Linked DNA regions of Mus musculus: region 1 is linked to region 2. Evidence: chromatin contacts called from public targeted proximity ligation data. All regions are on one chromosome and are shown on one strand. The core of a region is the stretch at or near the end of the contact, and the rest is flanking DNA. Distances in the headings are between cores, read along the strand shown. Region 1 holds the start of Gldc (glycine decarboxylase). Region 2 has its middle 18 kb from the start of Ranbp6.

Region 1 (5,825 bases), core at 2,473-4,972, 340 kb after region 2:
AATTGAGACCCTTATCTCTAAAACAAACGGCAGAGGGGGGAGAGAGAGGGACTCCGTTCACAGACTGTAATGAGGACTAAATAAATAATACACAAAAAGCACTTTTCAAAAGTGCCCACAGGAGGCGCTCCACAAATGTTTAACATTATCTAGTTAGCATAAGTGCTAAGCCAAGTATCTACTCATTGCTTACAATGAGGGTGGTAAAGACAACAGCCCGGTTCTTACAGCCACTACAGCAAATGCATCTCCGCTATAGAAGAGGGTTGGTACCCACAGGAAGGTAAGTGTGAGTCAGGCTACTCCACTGCTAAACGCTCCTGCTGGAGGAAACAAGGAACCAGCCTGCTTCCCTCACAGAGACCATTCATCCGCCATGACGCAGCAGTGTAAAACATCCACGTCTTGTAAATGCAGCATCCCTAACTCTCTCTTCTCCCTTGCTCCTTAGCCCAGTGAGCGAGCTTTTCAGGAAGGGGTGGGGTAGGGAGAATTTTGACTGTAGAATATTTTCTCTAAGGGAATTCAAACTCTAGGGGACCTGTTCCAAGAGACACAGGCTAATAAATCTCTTACTAGAAAAATCTGAACTGAACAACAACAAGACAAGTCATTTTAATCCCAACACTTCGGAGGGAGACAGAGGCAGGTGGATCTCTGCTTTTGGGGGAAGCCTGGTCTACGTGGTTCCATGCCAGTTACAGGGACAAGAAGATCCCATTAAGAGAGAGGGAGGGAGAGAGAGAGAGAGACAGAGACAGAGAGAGACAGAGACAGAAAGAGACAGAGAGGATGAACACTGATCAGTTCACCAGGCCTTAATACTCCTAAAAGAACATCTTACTTAGAGCATGTTATACAAGGAGCTAATCTAGACATTCTGCTCTTAAAAGTCTCAGGAAGGCAATTATTGGCACAAATACTTGCCAATGGCTTCCTTGACAAATACACAACTAGGACCAGATGTGCACTCCTTTAATCCCAGCTGGTCTTCAAAGACAGGCCAGCCAGGGCCACATAGTGAGACCCTATCCTTTTTTTTTTTTTTTTTTTTGAGACAGGGTTTCTGTGTGTAGCCTTGGCTGTCCTGGAACTCATTTTGTAGACCAGGCTGGCCTCGAACTCAGAAATCCGCCTGCCTCTGCCTCCCAAGTGCTAGGATTAAAGGCGTGCGCCACCACGCCTGGCTTTGAGACCCGATCTTAAAAATAAGGAGAGGAAGGAAGGAAGGAAGGAAGGAAGGAAGGAAGGAAGGAAGGAAGGATCACACACAGGAAAAAAAACTGTTCTCAAAAATAAGTACAGTTTTTCCACATTGTGATGTACACATAATATAACTTTACTCAATGAATAAGGGCCAGAGAATCACAAGTTTGAGGCTTGCCTAAGCTGCATGAAAGTCCTTATTTCAAAAAACAAGTAAGCCAACTTCTGTTTTTCTCACATTTGATGGCTCAGAATGTTGGTGTCCTGAAATTGAGATAGGTATTCCTTATGGCCATCTTTCCAAGTCTCAGGTGGTTTGCTTTGTGAGCAAGCCCCTGGCCATCAGCATCTGACAGCAAGGAGGGCAGCAGCCCTCATAGAACCTGAGGTACAGCATCCCCAGCTGCAGCCGGAATAGGCTCAGGATGTCTTTTAAAACAAAACCAGCTTTGCATGTAGAATTTCTTCTCACAGAAACCAAACCAGACAAGCAACAGCAAGCAAGCAAGCAAACGAAACAATTGCCCTAGAGAAATATCTCTATGATCTGGGGTTATCAGATGAGGGAGCTTGGTATTTTTTTTAATTTTCTAAGAGTTCTTCAGCTCTGACCATCCCTTAACATCTAGATTCTTCCCTGACTCCTAGAAGTCAATGCCACATAAAAAAACAACAACAAACAAACAAAAAAACCACCCAAAGACAGCATTAGGACCATTAAAACCACTTTTACCAAGAGGGGCTGAAGAGATGGCTCAATAGCTAAGAGCACGTGTTGCTCTTGCAGAGGACCCAGGTTTGGAGTTCCCTAACTGTGGGGAACTCCAGTTCTAGATGACCCAACAGCCCGCGTGGTGCACAAATATAAATGCAAGAAAATCTTTTAAAAACAAAATAATCATTAAAAAGGGAAGCCTATAACTAGCCTGAGATTTCTTAACCAAGCACAAATCGAGTTTGTGTGCTTTTCAGAAAAAACAAAACAAACAAACAAACAAACAAAAACCCCACATATTCAGGCTTGCAAAGCACTGCTGCCTTTAGATGGGTGAGGGTGAGAGGGGAAACCGATGTGAGACAGAACAATTTGAAATTCTCGTGACTTTGAGAAGTCTAAGTCCCCTTCCAAATAAGTCTCTTCTCTAGCTGCAGGACCTCAGGTGATTTCCTTTGTCCTTTCGGAAGTCTCACCTGATCTACTGAGATAACTACCTTCTCAGCTCAAAGGAACAAAAAGCCCTTCCGGTGGGCGTGCATGAGGTGGAGACTTCTAATCCAACACGTGTCTTTTGCAAAGCCTTCTTTGGGAAAGCTTGTAGGTGCCTCGCCAGCAACTCAGGGATAAAGACCATGAAAGGGGCTTACATAGGTTTTCCTCAGGGAAGAAAAATCCCAGCGGTTTAGGGCCTGTCAAGTACTGAGCAATCCAACCCCAAAGCCGGACAGAGATTATAGAAGGCAGAGCAGCGGAACCCCTGAGAGTCCTCCCGGCCACTTACAAATAGGGTCTTCCATTTTCAAGGGTCTCTTCAAGCGGATGCTGGCGGGGACCGTCTTCTCGATGAGCTCATCAATGCTCTAAAATTTAAAAACGCAAGCTGGTGAACAGGACAGTCAGAGCAAAGAGCCTGAGTTAAGAGAGCCACTTCAGTTTATCTTCAAAGGCTGGTAGGAACTTCATTTAAATCGTCTAATTAAGAGTTCTTTTTAAAGTGAAACATCAGGAAGCAGAAATCTTTTGGAGGAAAAAAAAAAAAAATGATGGAGCCGGATGGTAAATCCGCTACTCCGGGTTCGGGAGCTGCAACTGGAGCTGACCGGATTAATGTACTCTAAGTAGGGAGTCTTCTTTTCCTGCAAAGTTAGGGTTCGTCTGGAGTTGGGGATATTTTTTAAATGCACTTTAGAAGAGCGAGAACAGAGTAAAAGTTAAGAGAGGAGAAGGCACCACGATTAAGAGCGAGCTCGCTTTCAAGCTGGGGCCCGGGACGGAGGAGGAAGGCAAGGTGGGAGCCGGGAGGCCCAGCGGGCAGAGCTCCGGCAGGGTGGAGGGTGGAGGGCCTTACCGCCAGCCCCAGCGCCTGCAGCATCTCCCTCCGGTCTTTGTCTCCGGGGCCGATGTGTCTCCGGGAGAAGTCATCGTGTCTGGGCAGGAGGCGCTCCAGAAGGCGCGAGGCCCCAGCCGCGCCGCGGTCCCCGCCACCGCCACCGCCACCGCCGCCGCTGCTGTCCCGGCTTCGCTGCGCCCAACTCAAGCCGGTGCCCCGAGCCAGGCGGTGGCCGCCCCCGGCTCCGCGGCCCAGGCGCAGCCCCCATGCCCTGGCACACAGCTGCATGGACGCCGTCACCTCCCCAGCCCACGAGGGTCAGCAGCGCTTTCCGGCCCTCCTCTGGCCCCAATGCCCCGGGAGTGGCCGCCGCAGTCCCTGGATCCCCTTCCCGACCACTGCGGGCAATGAATGGGTACAGCGAACTGCACTAACTCTTGCAAAGTTCCTCCGCCTCAGCAGGCACCTGCTCCGCACACTTTAAGCGGCGCCCGAAGGCGGGCAGTAGGATGGAGCCAGGAAACCTTTAGCCAATGGGAATGGGTTGCAGGGCGGGGGCGAGGCAGGGCCCTCCCTTTCTCTCTCCTCCTTGTCTCCCACCTCCTCCCACTTCTTTCCCCTCTTCAGCAGCAGGGTGGAGTCCCCTGCCTGATGCTGGAAGTTTAAGGTCCCAAATCCCTCTTCTTACACAGGGGTTCGGGATGCTCTATAGGCCCACTGGCCGGGTTGTAGGGCCCATTGGGGCAGCCCTAACATTCGTGAAGTTCCTGGAGCAATGCACTGAGACAGAAGACAGGAAGACTCCAATAGTTAGCTGGTCTCCACTTACTGACTTTAGGGTCACATCTCATGAAAACCACTATGGGCAAAGGAAGGTTCTTTCATAGTTATGAAATCTGGACAAAGAGCACAGCCCCTAAAATATCTTATGCTTTAATCTTTTAATAAAGATTTAATATTATTTTTTATTGATTTGTGTGTTGGGTGAAATGTCTGTCTGTGTATCACATACATGCCGAATGCTTGCAGAAGTTAGAAGTGGACATCAGATTCCCTGCAAATGGTGTTACAGGCTGTTGTGAGCTTTTATGTGGGTGCTGATAGCCCAACCATAAGAGTAGCAAGTGCTCTCAATCACTGAGCCATCCCCCTGACCCCACTTTTTTTGAGATATGATGCGATGGGAACCAAACCCCCGATCTCCCAACTAGCACCAAGCTACACCCCAGCACCTGTCTTCTCCCTCCCTCCTTTGTATGTCTCCTTCGTCTTCTCTGTACTGGTTTGATATGCACCCATTCCTGAAATTCAGTCTTCCTTTACGTGGAATGCATGAGTATGCTGTTGGTATATTGGCTATATTTTTATTTCCTGAGTAAACCTAAACAGATACTGTAATGAAAGCAAAAGCATCTCCAGGAAGCTGACCCCCAAGGACAGGAACCTGGGACCCGCCTATCTGACCTTTATACACATCCTTAACGATGACCTTAGAGTTGAAGGCAAAGAGAAACTGGGTCTTGGGAAAGACACAAGAAACAGTGTTGCCTAAACTTTCAGGGGCGACTACTGTGTCTGTTGCAGGCAGGTCTTTGCTAGACCAAATAGTTGCTAAGTTAAGACCTTCCAGTGGAAGGACTTGTAGGGAGGGCTAACTACTGTGATGAGTTTGTAGGTTAAAATGACAGGTCAGAAGAGGAGACGACTCCAATGTTCTGAAAGAATCCCTTCATTTCTATTGCTACAGGAAGCACATATTTAGGGAATCATTTAGACCCAGTGTTGGATTGCCAAATTTCCACACAAGCTGACTTCATAACTTTATTTGGTCTTCTATATAAACATCAGAATGAGGACATTTTTAGTAGTTTGGAATGTACATGATTATTGGGAACAGCATATTCTACTGAGGTAAGCTGCATTCTGCAGTACTTATCAGTAATCACTATACTTGAGAGGTAGAGAGGCAGGATGATCAGGAGTTCAAGGTCAATCTTGGATACATAGGGGATTTGTGGACAGACGAAGTTGTATGTGGCTTTGTCTCACCCCCAATGTAATACACTCCTCCCCCAAGTCTCCCTTGATTGCTGAACCAGCTCCTCCTTTTTAACAGACTGGCCATACCTTCCTTGAAGGTCCTATAATTTCACCATAAACATGTTAACCATGGAAGGACCTGTCAACCTCCCTTAGCTTCTAGACCCATAGCCCAAGTCAGGTGTTGGCATATACTCCAGGAAGGTGAGTAGATACTTGATGTCAGACAAGAAGCTTCTATAGGGCTGGGTGTGGTGGTGCACGCCTTTAACCCCAGCACCTGGGAGGCAGAGGCAGGCAGATTTCTGAGTTCAAGGCCAGCCTGGTCTACAGAGTGAGTTCCAGGACAACCAGGGCTATACAGAGAAACCCTGTCTCAAAACCCCACCCCCAAAAGAAGCTTCTACGGGGAACGAATCAGAACACATTGCTCACATGCTTTATCATGACAAGATTTCTGCTAGACATTGAATTCCTGACCAAGTGAAAATTGAGGTTATATGGAAATTGCTGATGTTTGTAGCACCAGAG
Region 2 (5,891 bases), core at 1,886-4,385:
TCTCCCTTCATCAGGAAATGTTTTTAACTTTTACAGTAACAACCATCTCTTGCCAGACATTCTGGAAATGTTTTTAACTTTTACAGTAACAACCATCTCTTGCCAGACATTCTATCCAGAGAGAAACTCATGACTGTGCTCTTTTATGATTCAAGGGAGACTAATTTTGAGCATAGGCAGTGTTATCTGGATTTGACCTATTGGGAGATATTGCGAAGATTTCCACTTCCAGAATTGCTTTTAGAAATGACATTATGAACATTTGCCAGTGTTCGTTAACAGTAATTTACATGTACAATAAACTATAGCACTCGTAAGCACCCAAGATGGACACACTAATCTCTTTTGAGTAGCTTCATTGCTACCATGAAGTACTCCGACAAGAGCAGCCCAAGGAAGGGAGGGTTTATTTGAGTTCTCAGTTTGAGATGGGGAAGTCATGACCTCAGGAGGTTGAGGTCACATGACCCATGGTTGGTATGCAGAGAGTGATGAGTGATTGAGCTTCCCTTACTTTCCATTTTGTACAGCTCAGCTCTACCCCTGGGAATGGTACCTCAGTGGACAAGTCCTTCTATCTCAACATAACCAAGATAACCACCCACTGGCATGCCCAGGGATTCTCGATTCTGACAACAGTAACCACCACGATGCCATCTCTATTTCTGTCCCAGTTTCTTTTCCTGTTGCTGTAATAAATTACCCTGGAAAAAAGCAACTTAACGAAGAAAGGGTTTATTTCAGCTCACGGCTCCACCATGGCGGAAGTTAAGGCAGCACGGGCTTTAAGCTGGTCGCATGATGTCAGCAGTCAATGAGCAGAGAACAAGGAAGGAGTCCTGCATTCTGTAACTGTTCTAACCTCAGATCTCAGGCTCGTCCACAGTCCAGCTACAAAACTGTCCCAATGGCCTGAGAACCACACTGTCAGATTTATCACAGCAACAGCCTCACTTCTGGGTACCAATGTCAGTCTAAGTTTCTTTTCCTGTTTCTATGATAAAATGTCTCTGGAAAACCCACTTAAAGAAGAAAGGGATCATTCTAGTTCATAGTTCCAAAGTCCAGTTCATCATGATGAGGGACACAAGGCCATAGGAGCTTGAAGACGCTTGTCATATCCACCCAGGACTGGGAAGCAGCGAGGGAAGAGTGCTTACGCTCCTCTCATGTTCACTAGGTTATACAAACTAAAATCCCAGCGCTGGGAGTGGGTGCCATCCACACTAGTGGACTACCACACTCAATTTTAACATAATCAAGGTGATTTCCAACAGGCATGGCCAGAGACCTTTCTTCAGGGTGATTCTGTGAAGTTGAAAACACTAACCATTACACAAGGCATGAGAAAATAAGTCAGAAACTAAAAGATTTTGAAGGGAATTGAGAGGGTCAGAGTGCTATATTATGTTTTACTTCTTATAGGCTATCAATTTTAGGAGGTAATTCTTTATGAAAAATCTCAATGAAGAAGTCTAGTAAGAGTATTCACATTCGGGATCTATCTGGGTGCAATAATGGCCCAAATTCAATATCTTTCACTTTGTTGCTGCCTAACTTGTCAAATTTCTCTTCTAAGTCAGGGGTTTTCAACCTCAGTAGAGCTGACATTGGGTAGAGTGATTCTTTTAGGAAATACAGTGTGTGTGTGTGTGTGTGTGTGTGTGTGTGTGTGTGTGTGTGTGTGTGTTGTGTGTGTGTTCCCTGAGCATGGTAGAATGTTTGGTAGCACCCCTGGCTTCTATCTCATACATGGTAGAATAATTTCTCATTATCCACACTATGATATCCCTAACTGTCTCAAGGCACCATCACTATCTTCCTGTGAGAGACATATTCACCTCTAAAACAAAACAACCCCCCCCCCCCCACTACTCTGAAAGTAGATAGTTTTGTTTGCTCTGTTTTGTGGTTTGGGGTTTTTACATTTTGTTTTGTTTTGAAACAAGGTCTCACCGTGCAGCCCTGAGCTACACAGATCACTACACAGATCAGGCTGGCTTTGAACTCACAGAGATCTGCCCATCTGCCTCATGAGTGCTGAGATTGAAGGCATGCACTACCACGGCTGGTGAGGCAGGTAGTTTCATACTAACTGTGGATTCAACCAACGAGACTTCCTTTGCTGGAGAAGGAATTGGAAATACATAAGTAGAGTGAAGCCTGCACTGTACTGCCATTCCATCACCAAACAGAAAATGTCCATCCAGTAAGTGTTCTCTTGTCAGCCTGGACCCTAGAAATCTGAAGGAGGCCACAGCAGCTACTAGAGTATGAGGTAGAGTTGTGGTGGGGGTGTGGTGGGAGGTAGAGATACCTCCATCAACCTTACATGTAAGTAATAGACGGATTTTCAAATTTAATTTAAAAATTACATTGACCGTATTTGTGTGTGTTTCAGGTGTGTGGACATATGTGCTCATGCCGCAGAGCTTAGATGGAGGTCAGAACTCAGTTCTCGCCTTTTACCATTTGGTCTCAGGAATCAAACCCAGGCCGTCAGGCACTCTGGCAAGTGCCTTGACCAGATGCTGAACTTTCTCCATGGCTCCTCAAAGCATTTTAAAATTCTAAGTGTGTGTACATGCATGAGTACACATATGAACATGTACGCCACAGTGGGCATGTAGCCAGAGGGAGTCTTTTGAGAGTTAGTCTCTCATTTACTTCTACCCTGTGAGTCCCTGGTATTGAACTTCAACTCTCAAGCTTGGCTGCAAACTCCTTTATCCACTGTGGTGCTTTGAATGAAAATGGCCCCCATAGTCCATAGGGAGTGGCTCAATTAGGATGCATGGCCTTGGTGGAGTAGGTGTGGCTTTGTTGGAGTAGGTGTGGCTTTGTTGAAGTAGGTGTGGCCTTGTTGGAGTAGGTGTGGCCTCGTTGGTTGGAGGTTTCCTTCCTGCTTTCAATGTAAAATTTTCCTTCCTTCTCCAGGACTATGTCTGCCTGGGTGCCGCCATGCTTCCTTCTGTGATGATAATGGACTAAACCTCTGAACCTGTAAGCCAGCCTCAGTGAAATCTTTGCTTCTGTAAGAATTTCTGTGGTGCTCGGGAGAGAACCTCTCAGGCCCCTCTCCTAGCCAGGACAGTGCTGGAGAGGGAGAGTCAGTCCCACCAGCTGTCACAGCAAGAAAACTGACCCGACTCCTTACCCGGGCAAAGTGGGAGAGCTGGCCTTGGTGGTGAAGGCACAGGAGAGCTGGCGGGCTGAACAACACAGCTCCCTCCCAGGCCCAGATCGTTTACGTTGGTACACCCCAACATCTACCCCATCTGTGAACTTCTGGATCGCATGACAGTATTGTGGATAGTCCTGGTACTGTTTGTATTTTGATGCTAATTCTGCTTTTCCAGGAGGGGTTGTGGATAAGGAGTGAATCACGGATACAGGTGACTTCTTGAACCTGCTCCCCACCTTGACTTGTAAAATAAAGGCTAGAGCCAGTGATTGGGCAGTGGGAGGGAAGGTGGAGCTGAAAAGTTTGGGGGAGAAGGAGGAGAGGGGAGAGAATGGACAAGGAAGGAAGGAAGGTGGAGGAAGAGGAAAGCACTTCATATTCTGCGTGGCTTTAAATAGCCACAGGTAGCTATGAATACCATAAAGGGATAGAATAATTTGGATAACGCGTTATCCAACCCTTGTAGCCCATCAAAAACCGTCTGTGGCTCATCTCTCTTTGACGCTGAGTGAAGAACCAGGATCTGATGACTTCTTTCCACAGTTTGAGTTCCTCAGCCAAGGCCTGCAGTTTCCTCCTTAGGGTAACGGTCTATCTCGAAGCGCTTTCTTAGCTTCTGGAACTGCAAATAGGTCAACTTAAAGGTTCTTCTATCCTTTAAGTACAGATAATGAATTGTCTTCATCTCAGTTTCTTCCATCATGGCGGCTGCTCACTTGAGTTCCCTCCTTCAGTTTTGGCAAAGCCAATTCTTAAGTCTACTGAGTTGGTTTCTCCAGTTTCTTACTGTCTTGACAGTCTCTCTTACGCTCTCGTTTCCTTGATTGTACATAAAACCTCCTTGTTTCAAGGATGCTCCTCTTTCATAGCAAACTACCCACGTCTTTTCTTTTTCTCTCTTCCTTTTCTTCTTCGAAGTCTGAAGACAATTTTATTAGAGTTTAAAGATAGAAGAGGTTTTTCTGTGATTGTTTTGGTTTGGGTTTTGCTGTTTTGTTTGAGATAGGGACTCAAGATGTAGCACTTCACTGGTTTGGAACCTGGTATACAGACAAGGCTATTTGCAAATTCATAGGATCTGCCTGCCTCTGCTTCCCCATTGTTGGGCCCCACTTTTCTTTTTTTCTTTTCTTCTTTTTTTTTTTTAATCATGAGATATGCTTTTAAATCTGGGTCTATTTTTTTAAATTTTTATTAGGTATTTTCCTCATTTACATTTCCAATGCTATCCCAAATTCCCCATACCCACCCACCCCCACTCCCCTACCCACCCATTCCCACTTTTTGGCACTGATGTTCCCTTGTACTGGGGCATATAAAGTTTGCAAGTCCAGTGGGCCTCTCTTTCCAGTGATGGCCGACTAGGCCATCTTTTGATACATATGCAGCTAGAGTCAAGAGCTCCGGGGTACTGGTTAGTTCATATTGTTGTTCCACCTATAGGGTTGCAGTTCCCTTTAGCTCCTTGGGTACTTTCTCTAGCTCCTCCATTGGGTGGGCCCCACTTTTCTAAGAACTTCCTGCAACCACGTGGTTGTGCCTTAACATGAGTTCAGGTGAGGAGACTACATTATCCTCTTTAGCATTACATCTTACTGAGCAGTGGTCCACAAACTGTGGGTTATCATCCCCTTGTGGGTCACATATCAGAAATCCTGCGTATCAGACATTTACATTACAGTTCATAACAGTAGCAAAATTATAGTTATAAAATAGCAACAAGGTAATTTTATGGTTGGAGGTCTCCACAACATGAGGAACTGTATTAAAGGGTCACACACTAGGGAGACTGAGAACTGCTGTTATAGGGAATCATTCACACATTCCATATGCAAATCCTTTGATCTATGAAATATTTCCTTCCAATTCTGTTACTTCTCTTTTAATTTTGGGGGGCCAACTTTAAATAGTTTTACTTAAGACATTGTATTTTCCATTTAGGGCACTGCGTTTATATCGGGTGAGGTATATTCCTTGACCTGTATGTACTTCATCATAGCAGATCAACTTTAAAATGCCACCTACCTAAATAAATTTGGGTACTTAAAACACTCTCCTGTGGACAAATTTTGTATCTCAGCTTGTTTTTGTTCCTTTTACTTTTAAAAAGAGCATTTCCCAGTGAGCAGGATGTTTAATGTTTGGTGGATCTAATCTGTTTTTCTTTATGGTTAGTGACATATTTGTTATAAAAATACTTTTAGGTTGCAAAGGTGCTTTTCTATTTTCTTCATACTTTTAGCTTAAGTGTTTGGATTTCATGGTTTAGCTCTGTAGTTTTGGCTTTCATTATAGCCACGATCTATATAGAATGGATTTTTGTGAATGCTATGTGAGTTATGGGTCCAGATTATTAATATTTGTGCACCCAAATACCAGTTTTAGTAATTTTTAAACTAAAAAGTTTTCTTTTTTCCTCTCTCTCTTTCTTTTTTCTTTTTTTCACAGAATCTCTATCCAAGCTATCCTTAAACTCTATATGTAAGAGAAGATGACTCTAGCCTTATTATTTATTTGTTTGTTTGTTTGTTTATGAGTTTAAGCTTTTGATCCTCCTGCCTCCAACTCACAAGTGCTGGGATTACAGAGGAATGCATGACCAAGGCCTATCTATGTACAGCTGGGAAGGGAATCTGGGTCTTCTTATATTGTATGAAAGCAGAACTACTGAGCAGAACTCCAGTCCCACATAAGTAAATTTTAATAA

Evidence for each region.
Region 1: a contact with region 2 is called in a targeted proximity ligation map of embryonic stem cells, with 5 times the contacts expected there. A contact is called at or near these places in 16 of 39 promoter capture datasets (the 3T3-L1 cell line, 3T3-L1-derived adipocytes, the C10 cell line and 10 more), 2 of 484 Hi-C or Micro-C datasets (embryonic stem cells and liver), 10 of 130 datasets of targeted methods (the NIH/3T3 cell line, bone marrow-derived dendritic cells, embryonic forebrain and 4 more) and 4 of 9 other capture datasets (adipose tissue, embryonic stem cells, liver and 1 more).

Annotation. Positions count from the first base shown.
Region 1 is chr19:30,171,719-30,177,543 of GRCm38.p6, forward strand. Gldc (glycine decarboxylase) reads right to left here and starts at 3,723. Exons shown (of 25, transcript NM_138595.2): 1 at 3,273-3,723; 2 at 2,706-2,784. The coding sequence starts at 3,542.
Region 2 is chr19:29,828,291-29,834,181 of GRCm38.p6, forward strand. No RefSeq gene overlaps it. Among named protein-coding and RNA genes, the nearest start is that of Ranbp6, 18 kb to the left of the region's middle.